Linked DNA regions of Gossypium raimondii: region 2 is linked to region 1. The links are chromatin contacts, called in public Hi-C maps. All regions are on one chromosome and are shown on one strand. The core of a region is the stretch at or near the end of the contact, and the rest is flanking DNA. Distances in the headings are between cores, read along the strand shown.

Region 1 (6,317 bases), core at 2,169-4,668:
CATCAACTTCTGGTAGTTGTAGTTGTAGTCTGAAGAAAATCAAATCTACAGTAGCTGCGAAAGGCTCCGAGTTCTGCCAGAAGGATAAATCTGGGCACGACAAGAAGCTCAGCCGACAATACAGGATTGAGTTGGGCCAATTATTTCAAGGGGCCGTGAGTTCCCATGATTGGGAACTTGCTGAGAGTCTAATCTTGTCGGCAGATCCACAGACTCTAAATGATGCGTTGTGTGTCACCTTGGATGCTATCTGGTTTTTGAGCACCCAACAGGAGCTTTATGGGATTACTGATTTGATTAAGAAGATCATTGCCAATGGTGCTTATGACTTTACTAGAGCCGCTCTCCGGACTTCATTTCTTGCTTCTTGTGTCTCTGCTTGCCAGAGTCGCACGATGAGTCTTGCTGACACTGTAACTGTGATGGCCCAGAGGTAAACAAGCTGTTTCTTTTGACTAGTAGATAGATAATAAAGCTTCTTTGAAATTATCTTCAAAAGCATTGATGTTGTCAGTTGTCACGAGGGGAAAACCTGTTGATGTTAGGTTACCATGCATTTCTATATAGGTAAATATAGATCTTGATTCTAGTTTCTAGCAACGAGAAATTGTTATCCTAAACTCCACTAATAGGGATCACATATAACCATCTGCAACTTTTAACTTCAATTTTACTTTGTAATCATTTATATGTTTATGTATTAGATAAAATTGTTTTTGTAAGGCTTTACATCTGTTGGATATGTCTGTTATGATTTTGTGTTATATTTTAAATATTGGAATATTCACTGGTAAGGCATTAAGTCTGTCAATGGCTTCATGCATGCTGTTTGATATGCATGTTACTCTTTGCCAGTTTTATGTATGATCACGCATAACAATCAGGTAACTGTACATTTTTTGTTGCATTAGACTCACTGCACTTATGTTCATCATATAAGAGAATCCTAACTATTGTGCATTTCTCCCTGCTTCTGGCTTAGATAGTTTCTGAGAACTGAAGTAGAAGTTATTTTCTGTTTTTCTGTAAATCTGATTGAATGAACCTTCACACCTTTTTTCCCATGAAGTAAGGTTTGAATTCAACCAAAAAAAGTGGCTTTGAATTAGTTATTGAACTTGGAGTGTTTATGTGTGTGGCTTGTAGTATATTGGAGAGTGGGCCTACTTAAGATAGGTCTAATGAAAGATGCATATAATGTATGCAGCCTGTTTTATGTCATTGATTTCACTATTTTGGAAAAAATAATCTGAAATGAACTTATTAAAAGTTACTGCTTGAATGTTTTCCTCATGCCATATGATACTCTTTGTGAGTGTCTTCTATAAAATCTGCTTCAGGAAAAAAATGGAGTTTACCATTGCTTTTTCCTTACTTTTTGTAGAAGACCTTGCCTAATTGGTTATTCATTCCGTATGTGCCAATTTTTTGTATTGGTTCTCATTAGGTTGCACGAGCGCCTACAAGAATGCCATGGGGATGAGGTCTTGAAGGCAGAAGCTGGTGCCAAGGTGCAAAAGTTCACCGAATGGGCTTTGAAATGTATAGGTTCCCATTCTCGCTGTCAGGGGAGCAACGATAGAGTGAATCATTGCTCAGCTATTGAAATACAACTCCAGTTAACTGCGTTTAAGACTTTCCTAGATCTTGCTGGCAACCAACTTACGGGAAAGGATTTTACAGAAGCATTTGATGCAGCTTGCTTTCCTCTTACACTCTTCTCTAGCTCATTTGATGCTGGCTGGGCTTCTGGGATCTCAGCTACGGTGATCCAAGGTTTGTTGGATATGTTGGTGGAGGGGGGTGCAGACAATGTCAACCAGTGTTTCCTTGAAGCCTCTCGATTCGGCAGTACAGAACTTGTTCGCATTTTATTGCAGGTGTGTATTATTTCTTTGGAATGGGATTTGACATTTTCTCATTTATTGGCTGTGTATGTTTATGTAGCATTTTTCAAGAACCAAGGTTTTGCTCTTTGGCAAAGGAATGAGTTGAAACTAATTCTTCAAATTAATTTGTCAAAGGAAGCGTGCATAACTTTTTGGCTATATAAAAAATTAATTGGTTAAGATTCGTTTAATATTGCAATAGGATTAAGGGTAATTAAGTCAATCAGGCAGGTTGCACTTCCTAAAATTGTTTTTTGGTCAGCCTACATGTTTTCTTGTTATTATTTCAATGAGCAATTTTCTTGTTGTTATGGGGTCTTAAGTGGAATATGGAATGAAATATCAAACATGTTTTTGAGGAACTACAACAAGAGCTCAAAATCAAAATGATAAATGCATGCATGTCTCTATATGTGCATGTGTATTTGTGATTCTGTGCCTACTTTTAAGTTCTGCCAGTGGCATGCATCCATATGTTAATCCTCTTGGGAGAGAGATGCACAATCCCAACATTTTCAAGTTACTTGTTTGCAATTTCTTAATTCTTTGTTGAAGATGCCTTGACATTATTCAAGGTGTCTGTGAGAGATTGTGTGGCCATGAAACATTATTCAAGATTTGTTTAAACAAGTAGGGTGAAAGAAAATAGTGCTACTGTGTATATGCTGAACACAGAAAATCATTATGTTAGAAAATTTCCAATTTAGGCTTTAAAGTGAACATAATCTCATTCTACTTGGTGATTGATTCTTACACTCTATCTTGTCCTTGGATGGAACGGGTTTCTTAGTTATTTTTGAACAAAATCTCACTCTGCACATTTTAGTTATGGTTACTTGTAGTCGTAGAATTATTTGGTGTTCTTGCATGTAAACTAATTTCTATTTGGAGATATGAGGGGTAGTCAAGTGGTAGTTATTCCTTACATAATCAGACGTTTCCAAGAGTAAACATGGTCTGAACTAGTTATGTCATAACATTCCTTTTTATTCCTAGACTGCATAAGATTGATACTCTCTCTCTCACAAATGTGGTGAGGGAATCCAAGCATTTAGATTGGGAAAATATGCAAGTGATGGAAAGCCCTGTGGGAAAATGTAATGGCTTTTTCTTGTTTAGACGTAAGTGAGCCTAACAGATTCCACGGAAAAACTCAAATTGAGGAACCGAAGCTAGAATCACACCCTAATCAGATTTATATTTTTTCTTGTAACAATGGAAATTGAGGTGTGCTTTCACTTTTGCTATAAGAGAAGGGCTTCTTTTCTTATTTTTTTTAAAAGAAAAGATTATTATTATCATTATTTTATTGTTTACTGACATTTCCTTAATAATTCTTGTTTGGTTATTTGGCATTTTTCTGGTCTAGATTGCCCAACGGAATAGCTTGGATGTTGATGTTGATCTTGCCTTGGGTTTTGCCTCGCATTACTGCAAGATTGGGACAATGGAGTGTCTAGTGGAAGAGGGTAATGCTATGGCGTTTTTGGGCCCTTTAATGAGAGCAGCTGAAAGAGGATGCATGCAGGTTGTCCGGTGGTTTGTTAAAAGAGGTTGTCGAGACATGGAGCTCTGTCTGGCCCTCACTGCCGCTACTTCCAGCAGCCAAGTTGGTGTGGCTGCATATCTCCTCCCCCATGTTCCTAAGCATGTCCTAACGGCCCTCAGCATCGAAATTCTTAAGGCTGCGGGTGAACGAAGTGGGGGATCTCTTGATGGTGTTGCGTTTCTCCTCCACTCTGACTTCTTAGGTGATGCTGCTGCTACTTATGCTGTTGCAGACAGCATTGCAAAGTCTGATGATGAGGCTGTTGCTCCTGAGCTGAGAGCATTTGTTCAAGAACACTGGTCAGAGGCAGCTTTCTTGGATGGATTAAAGCAAGGGCAAGAACATTACATGAAGCTGATGAGGATTTTGAAGAGGGGGGAATCTCCAATTTGCTTAAGGGATCTGCCAGCTCCTTTGAGGGTTGGAATTGCATACATGCCACTGTACAGGGAATGTGTTGAGGTGGGGGGTCGTCTGTTATCGCAAAGGCTGAGGGGGCAGCTTGTTGAAGCTGTTCGAATGCTTGGAGGTGGGTCATTAGAAGAGGTAAGTCAAGGCAGAGAGCTTCTAGCTACTTTGGAACATCACCTTCCTCCATTTTTGGTTCGTGCTCCCAGTGTTGGTTAGACCTCTTGGATTTTCGCATGCCCTTGACCCTATGTGCCATACGTAATAATATCATTTTAGCAGTTGGTACGTCACAAAGCTTCTAAGTTTGTCAAATTTCCTTCCATCGTGTGATTTGCAGCGCTTCTTCTATGGCACGTATATCATAATATAGTAGGTATAGATATGTTGTTCATCTATAATGCAAGACAGAGAGCAACTATTTTCGCAAAAAGGGTTGATATACTATGATGGGATTGTATTATTATCGTTATATATGTAATCCTAAAGTACTGTAATGTACTGATATCTCCACCTGCACAAGAGTTTTTGTGAACCAGAAATAAAAACCTCTTTTCACCAGTACAAGTAGGCTCGCGTCAGCTCACGATTAGGGCTCTATCAGTTAAAGAATTAACATGGTAGAAATAAAAAGTAATCGAGGCGTTGGAAAAGTATTAAAGGTTGAGCATCTGAGGTATGAAGAATATTAACGTGATGTTGAAAAGCAGCGACCACTCGTTTATCATTCAATAGCCAAGTAAATTCAAGCTGCGAGCACTTCCCAAGCAAACATGGCGGCAACCCTATATTTAGACCTTTGCTTGGAGTATTTCTCAAGCTAGCCATACATTGTAGATGCAAAATTTTAGTCAAATAAGACATGAAAAATTGGAAACATACAATGAATTTCACAAAAAAATTGTACTTGGGTGTTGAATGAAAAGAAACCTTTTGATTATTTTTTCAACAAAATTTGATCCAAAATTATCTAGGATGGATGCAATCTGCTTCATGAACCATTGAGATTTTAAAGAAATGGTTTGATATCCTATTGAGATATTGAACATGTTTGATATCCTTTGTATTCATGGAAGCAAATTGGAGAAAGCCTTTTCTAAAACTTTCCAAAACGGATAACTCCGCTTTGTGCACCTTCTAAAGATTTTATCAAGAAGAGAAAGGTTTTTTTTTTTTTTGGTTGAATGAGATTGGAGAGTGGATGACAATTCTTCAAAACATTATTAGAGTTCCTACAAAATTTCTCCAAATTCATTGGGGCTTCAATCTTCAAATCTTCTCCTCAAGTCTTCTGATATTCTGCAAAGATTTTAGAGTTTTGGTTTCTCCAAAAGAAAGTTCAACAATGATTTATCTCTTTCATATCTCATTATTAATTATATTAATTCCTACCAAGATGCAGCAGTTAAGTAGTGCAATTCGTAAGAATGAGGCATTGTAGCTTGGCAAGGGACACGTAACAAATAACAAATTCTTTCATTTTCAAATATCTATTGGGAAATAAAAATAAAAATAAAATTGTATCCCTGGGGGGTTGCAGTTCTAGACCCCAATTTACAAAGTAATATCCCTAACGTTAGAAGGCATGAAAGCCAAAAACATTAGCACGGTTAAAATGGCAATGGGAAGCAGTAGCAGCATGAAAGGTGGGGGAGGTAACGGTGGAAGTATTAAGGGAAGGATGAGCAAGGATGCTGTTAGACATATTAGCAGAAGCAGAGATTCCAAGCTGAAGTATTTCGCCTGTAATGATTTTCTACCACCTCCTTGTAATCCTTCATATTCCCCTTTCTTTCTCTCTACAGCCGACTTACCAACTCTCATATTTGAGTATGAATCTGCACACCTTCAACAATTCCTCTTTATTTGACACCCCAGATCAAACCCCTTCTTTAGCCAGCCCCTATAGACTGGATACTCTCTTTGAAATGCGAAGTCAATGTAGAATCGGAAATGTGACCATGTTTAGGCAAACAGCAGCAGAGAAAGGATTGAAGATGAATATGTAGTTAGTGATTGCATAGCCCTTTCATCCCAAAGAATATGCTCCCCAATTGCATCACCCAAAACCCAGTTTCTTTAAACCAATAGAAAGGATGCTTTATCGCACGATGCGATTCAAGCACCACTAAGATTCTGCAATGCAGTCCAGATCAGGCAAGTAAAGGATGCTCAAGTTTCAGGTGAGACGCAATTACTCTTGGACTGACAGCCAGGCTCAACAATTGGCTCACTTTCTTCAGATTTGAAGCATCTACAAATGCAAAATTACGTATCAATCGGACTTCAAATTATGGGATATGAAACGCCGTTTCCAATGATGCACCTGCAGCTTCATTCCGGCATTTAAATCGATTCAAGACCAAGACAAAGGCATTCAAAAGCTACGGAAATGAACAACATTAAGGTAATGGAACCACACTAAACTAAAATATTAGAATAGAAAAGGAATCATTTTGACCAGACTTCAA
Region 2 (5,904 bases), core at 1,997-4,496, 120 kb after region 1:
AAATCTCTATTTTATTTCCTACATGTTTTAATTCATAGAGGTATGAATTTTAAATCCTGAATATCGACACCTCTACTACTGAAGCAAAAAATGCAGCATAAAAGTGCAAATAAATTATCTCAAGTAGTTCCTAAACATCATGCATCCCTTACTTTATTAATTTCATCATTCAACGCAATCCAAACAGGAATATTCATGCCAACGTCATGCCAACATTGCCTATTCCCCAAAACAAATATAAATAATAAAGCACTTACGAAGAATAACCAGACTTCTTTGGATCACTCCCTCGGAAACCACACCACCCACAACGTGACGTCACTGATTTGCATGTGTTGAAATGAGTGGTGAACTTTAACAAGCTCAGTGAATGCAAGAATTTCCACAACGCAAACATGTCATCCAACAACACAACCAATCAGTTATACACAAGCACCCTATTCATAAGTCTAACATCATATGGTATTAAGTCATGCATCATCTAATAGTTCATTCTCACAATGCATATATACTCATTTAAGCATACATCACATAACACAGATATATATTTCCATAGTTTTAAAAGACAAGATAGATTGCCACTTGAGTTATGAAACATATAGTGAGCTCTATCATCACTCATTAGATACACGGATCTTCGTTACACCACATAGACTCAAAGAGACAACAGGTCTCAAAAGTAAAACGTATAGCTAACACTCTCCTTATTTCCCCTAACTTGTCTCGTTGAATGGAGCTTAGCTCTCATTCCCTTATCCCTCCAAACATGTCCCAGGGCCTCAATGCCCAAAACCACTATACATATAAGTGAGTACCCACAATCCTATGGCATGCTAACTATATCCTATGGTTCCAAGATCACAAGGCCAAAATATCTAAAAACAACACATATTACTTACCGATTATTTGTGCACTAACACTGCATATTAGCATCTTTTGCAAAACACTAGCATAGTCATATAACATATGTATTACACATTTATTACATGTATATAATTGCACTTTACAAAATAATCACCATATCCACTTATCACATATCATGCATATTATATAACCACATAACCACAAGACAAGTATAGTTTCAAGAAAGCTTATCCCATACACACGACTCATGTTTACGAGTAGCAATCCCATACACTCATCACTTTGCTTTTATCGAAAATCGAAAGCTCAACTAACACTTTACTAGCTTGTAGCAAGCTCTAACAAATCTGAAGCTTTACACACATGCATCATACAATAACCATAGTCAAATATCAACCAAGAATCCACTCAAACCAACTAAAACACAAGCTTTAAGCTAAGTTCTTATGTAACTTAAACTATTAACACAACAAACTTTATATACTAATATATTCATCTATACTCAACCTTTTTGCATAAAATCAGTTATGTTCATCTACTTAATCATCTACGCCTAACTCGTAACCTTCAAACTAGACAAATCTACTCAATTCATGGTATCGACATTTTTCGACATCTTTTAGGTAATTTTCACAAAATTCATTAGAACATGAGAAATCTTTAACAAAACTTCAAGATAGGTTTTAAAACCTTCTAATCATGCTAAAACAAGTTGAAAAAAACTTTTAAACCAAGTTTTGACTCAAAATCCCGAAATTCACCATTAATGGCTCGATTTTTAGCTTTTATTTAAAGCATATGATTTTAGGGTTAATAATTTAGTTTTAGAGTCTAGATGACATTAGAAACCAATAAATACATGAATGATTACCTTTATTGAAAGAATGAATGAGTTTTGACGTAAATCCAAAAACCCCACGTTTGAAGAATACGGTGAAATCTATGGCATTTTTTAGCGTTTTTCTTGGAGATTTATGATGGAAAATGACTTGGGAATGATAAGAAATCAAGGTATTGTGATTTGGGGATAAAAATCAATGGAATGGTGAGGGAAAGAACAAGGGGCGGCAACTACAAACTTGAAGAACAACTATCGCAAGTTTAGGCTGAAAGTAAAGGTTTTTAGGTTCAATTTTAAAAACTGGTTTAATTGCCACATAAATGCTCACTGTTTTAACTATGTTACAAATTAGTTCTTTCTCTAAAATTAAGGGTTTCTAGAACACTTTTTCAAAATTTGGTTTGACACTTAAGATGCCAGAGTCGAAAACATTACCAAGTACCAACATTACAAATTTTCGAGCTTGTCTAGGCCAAAATTCCTAAAATACTCCTAAAACTCCTAGGCCCTATTTTGGGGTGTTATAGGTCGACCCAAAGGTCCGCCCGAAAAGTGGGATGGTTTGGGTAAAAATATAGGCCCGAAAAATGGATATGGGCAAAAAAAGGTCCATTTAGAAAATGAGCCGAGCCTCGAGTAAGGTTTTTTTGGCCTGGGCCCAGCCCAGTTCGAATATGCAAAAAAAAAAATATTGCAATTTTTTTGCTATTTTTTTAACTTTTTTTTTCTATTTTCTTTTTTTTTCACTATTTTGCTACAATTTCACTATTATGTTGCTACTATTTTGTTGTTATTGTATAATTCTTGTTGTTATTGTTAATTTTGTTACTATTTTAGAGGCATTTACTTGTTAAGTTGCACCTATCTTAGTGTTATTTAAGTATATATATATATATTTAAATTTGTTGGGAAATATTTATTTTAATATTTTAGTATTTTTGATATATTATATATATTAAAAATATATATAAATAATATAAAAAATAATATGGGTCGAGCCAAGTCCAGGTTTTAATATTTTTATTCGGACTGAGCTTGAGCAAAATTTTAGGCCCATTTTTTGGGCCAAGCTAGGTCTGGGCCTAAAATTTTGGTTGTGCCCGGCCCGGCCTATAAGCACCTCTAGTATGAAACCGTAATTTTATGTTATTCCTATCCTTCTCCCTCTCCAATAGGAGAATAACAAATCATATTTTTTCTCTTGATTTTTAGATTTTTTCTCCTGAAAAAAATTTAAATCCAGCTAAAAATGCTAAAAATTAAGAGAAAAAATCTAATTTATTATTATCCTATTAGAAAAAGATAAAATCACAATTTCATTCAATCATTTCTTACCAGAAGATGAATTACATGTCAAACTTATTTTCAAATTTTTATTTGTTGGTGCTATCATTACTATTATAATATATTAATTAGGATTGACCCCAACCACACCTGGTGGGAGCCAGCCTTTGATCATTTACTTGTATTACCATTCAACCTAAATTGCGTGCTAATTCTACTTTCACATTTAGTAATAGGGACCCTACCGCCAACTTTATCGTTATCCATGTGCCAACATAAAGAAACAATATAAAACCTCTATCTTTTATCATGCTTCTACCTGGCCTTTCTTTTCCTCCATTTTCCTTCTATTTTGTTTCTATCAGTATAATAAAGGAACTTGTCAGTCCATCACCATGATACTTCCATCCAAGTTTCAAGGTTCGTTTTATCTGCAAGTTGATTTTCAAAATTTTGTCTTTTCCTTTTTTCCTTTTTGGTATTCGATCTTAATTTTCCCCCCAAATGATAGAACTAACTAAGCACTTGACAATTTTTAAGAAACTTAATACTAGCGACTCTATGTTAATTATAGCAAGAAAATTTTATGAAAGTTTGGAGCTTTACATATTATTTCTGGATGAATTCAGGGAAGAATAGAATTCAAAGAAGAAAAAACTTTATATTTTTATTAGCTGTTTTCTTACAGTGACAGCTTCAACGTTGTTGTGTTTGCGATTATTGTGTTGTTTGGCTTTAGTCAAAGATTTGTTGTCTTTGATGTCTCACAGATGAAACTGAAAAAAGTGACAAACCTTCACCACCTTTGGATGTTTCGGTTGCATTCCCTCAAGCATCTCCAGCATCTGTTTTTCCTCCGTCTGGTATGAATTTTATAGCTCTTCTAAAATCTTGTATTTTTTTCATTAATGCATCTCAACTTGATAAAATATTGGTTCTGGAGTGCTAAATCTTTTTATAGATTTTGACTATGTGTTGTTATCAAATGGGAAACCTTGAGTTCTAATTATATGCGTGTTTTGCTTTTGGGAAAAATAAATACAGTTTCTGATTATTATCGATTTGATGATCTATTGAGTCCTGAGGAGAAGACTCTCCGAATGAAAGTAAGAGAGTTTATGGAAAAAGAAGTAGCTCCTATAATGGCGGAGGTATCTTTCAGATGCTGTTCATGATTGGTCTAACAACTTGGATTGATGATTTTTAGGGTTAATTGCTTTTTATCATTGTTTTTACTTACACATTTACCAAGAAAGAAACTGATCTGAAAATTTTCCCAGTATTGGGAGAAGGCAGAGTTTCCATTCCAAATTCTTCCAAAACTTGCTGATCTTGGAATTGCTGGCTTTAATACCGAGGTTATTCCTACATTAAATTTTTTGTTTTTAACTTATCTCCTTCTTTCTTGAAGTGTAACTCAAGTGAGTATGATGTTTGGTTATCTATGATTTGCAGGGTTATGGATCCCCTGGTCTCTCCATCACTACTAGTGCTATTGCAAATGCAGAGATTGCTAGAGTTGATGCAAGTTGCTCTACATTTTTATTGGTGCATTCTGTAGGCATGCTTACAATTGGTGAGATTTATGAAACAACTTTCCTTTCTGTTTTACATATTAATTAATGGCATGTGTATATTTATTTATTTTTTCTTAGAGAAGATAACTGATAAATATGACCTTTGCATAAATTGCCTGGACCATCAAGAACAGCATCATGTGGGTCAGAGGAACAGAAGCAGAAGTATTTACCTTCTTTGGCACAGTTAAAGACGATAGCTTGTTGGGTAGTATTTCTTTCTGGAATAACATTTTGGGAGGCTTTAATTTCATTTTTCAGCTTTAACTCTGAAGGATTTTTTAAAAAAAAATATGTATCATTTTATCTTTAGGCTTTGACTGAGCCTGAATATGGAAGTGATGCTAGTGCTGTTAATACAACTGCAAGAAAGGTCTGCCCTCAACCTTGTTTATTGGTTTTCGATTGTCTTTTTTAGTATAGCTTATTATACTGCTAAACATTCTAAAATTTGTGCTTGTATCATGTTTGCTATCATATAAAAAATTTCAGGTAGAGGGAGGTTGGATAATTGACGGACAAAAACGCTGGATAGGAAACAGTACTTTTGCTGATGTGTTGGTTATTTTTGCCAGGAATATCACAACCAATCAGATAAATGGGTAAATGAAATAGTATGTAAGAAAGACATTGAAAAGAATTTAGCATTTGGTCGTAAACACAAGCGCCATCTAATAGTCAATAAATACACATGCTTGTATGTTCACTAGAAACTAGGAAGTATTTACAAACATAGAATGAAAAGCCAAATCAACATTTCAGTTGAGAATTTTTACTCAAGTACCATTAAGGGCTTAATGATCTTGAAGAGGTGGAAATGTTCAAATCTGGTTATCATTTCAAGAAGGGGCGAGAAAGATATTTAGGACTTTTTGTCCATTTTGAATTTACGTTAGGATTTTAAAGAACATAAATGGAAGTCATAATTTTCAAAGTTTACATTATTGTAACCAAGCAGAGAGAGAAGCAATAACAATGCAAATAAAAAGGTGGCTAGATTCAGTATTCATTGCATTCTCCTTTTCCTTAAAATGGGATGCTTCTGCCATCTGTTTCAGATATATTGTTAAGAAGAATTCCCCTGGACTGAAAGCTACAAAAATAGCAAACAAGATTGGAGTGCGAATTGTGCAAAATGGTGATATTCTCTTAAAGAATGTCTTTGTTCCTGATGAGGACCGATTACCTGGTCTAAACTCATTTCTAGATACAAACAAGGTATGTTCAAATAGCCTGTTTGAGATAATGATAGCATCTCAGCTCATATTTCTGCTTGCTAATTGGTTGATAATCTATGGTCAGTGGTAGGATTTAACCTTTTTTTTTTATATTGGTGCC

The links. Hi-C and Micro-C count contacts between places; a contact is called where the count stands out from the background.
Region 2: a Hi-C map of leaf shows a contact between it and region 1, with 4 times the contacts expected there. The contact joins the promoter of LOC105767243 here to the enhancer-like site in region 1. A contact is called at or near these places in 2 of 2 Hi-C or Micro-C datasets (both in leaf).

The regions. Positions count from the first base shown.
Region 1 is chr13:22,782,858-22,789,174 of ASM2569854v1, forward strand. LOC105767251 (ankyrin repeat protein SKIP35) reads left to right here. Exons shown (of 4, transcript XM_012586767.2): 2 at 1-433; 3 at 1,448-1,880; 4 at 3,259-4,413. The coding sequence ends at 4,065. Among protein-coding and RNA genes, the nearest start is that of LOC105767251, 4.4 kb to the left of the region's middle. Within about 2 kb of position 3,419, the one cell type or tissue checked has open chromatin away from gene starts, as enhancers often do. A contact at or near this core is called in leaf, where this site is marked.
Region 2 is chr13:22,900,208-22,906,111 of ASM2569854v1, forward strand. LOC105767243 (acyl-coenzyme A oxidase 4, peroxisomal) reads left to right here and starts at 3,247. Exons shown (of 13, transcript XM_012586750.2): 1 at 3,247-3,409; 2 at 3,760-3,852; 3 at 4,034-4,140; 4 at 4,270-4,347; 5 at 4,445-4,565; 6 at 4,701-4,774; 7 at 4,880-4,939; 8 at 5,059-5,168; 9 at 5,625-5,784. The coding sequence starts at 3,385.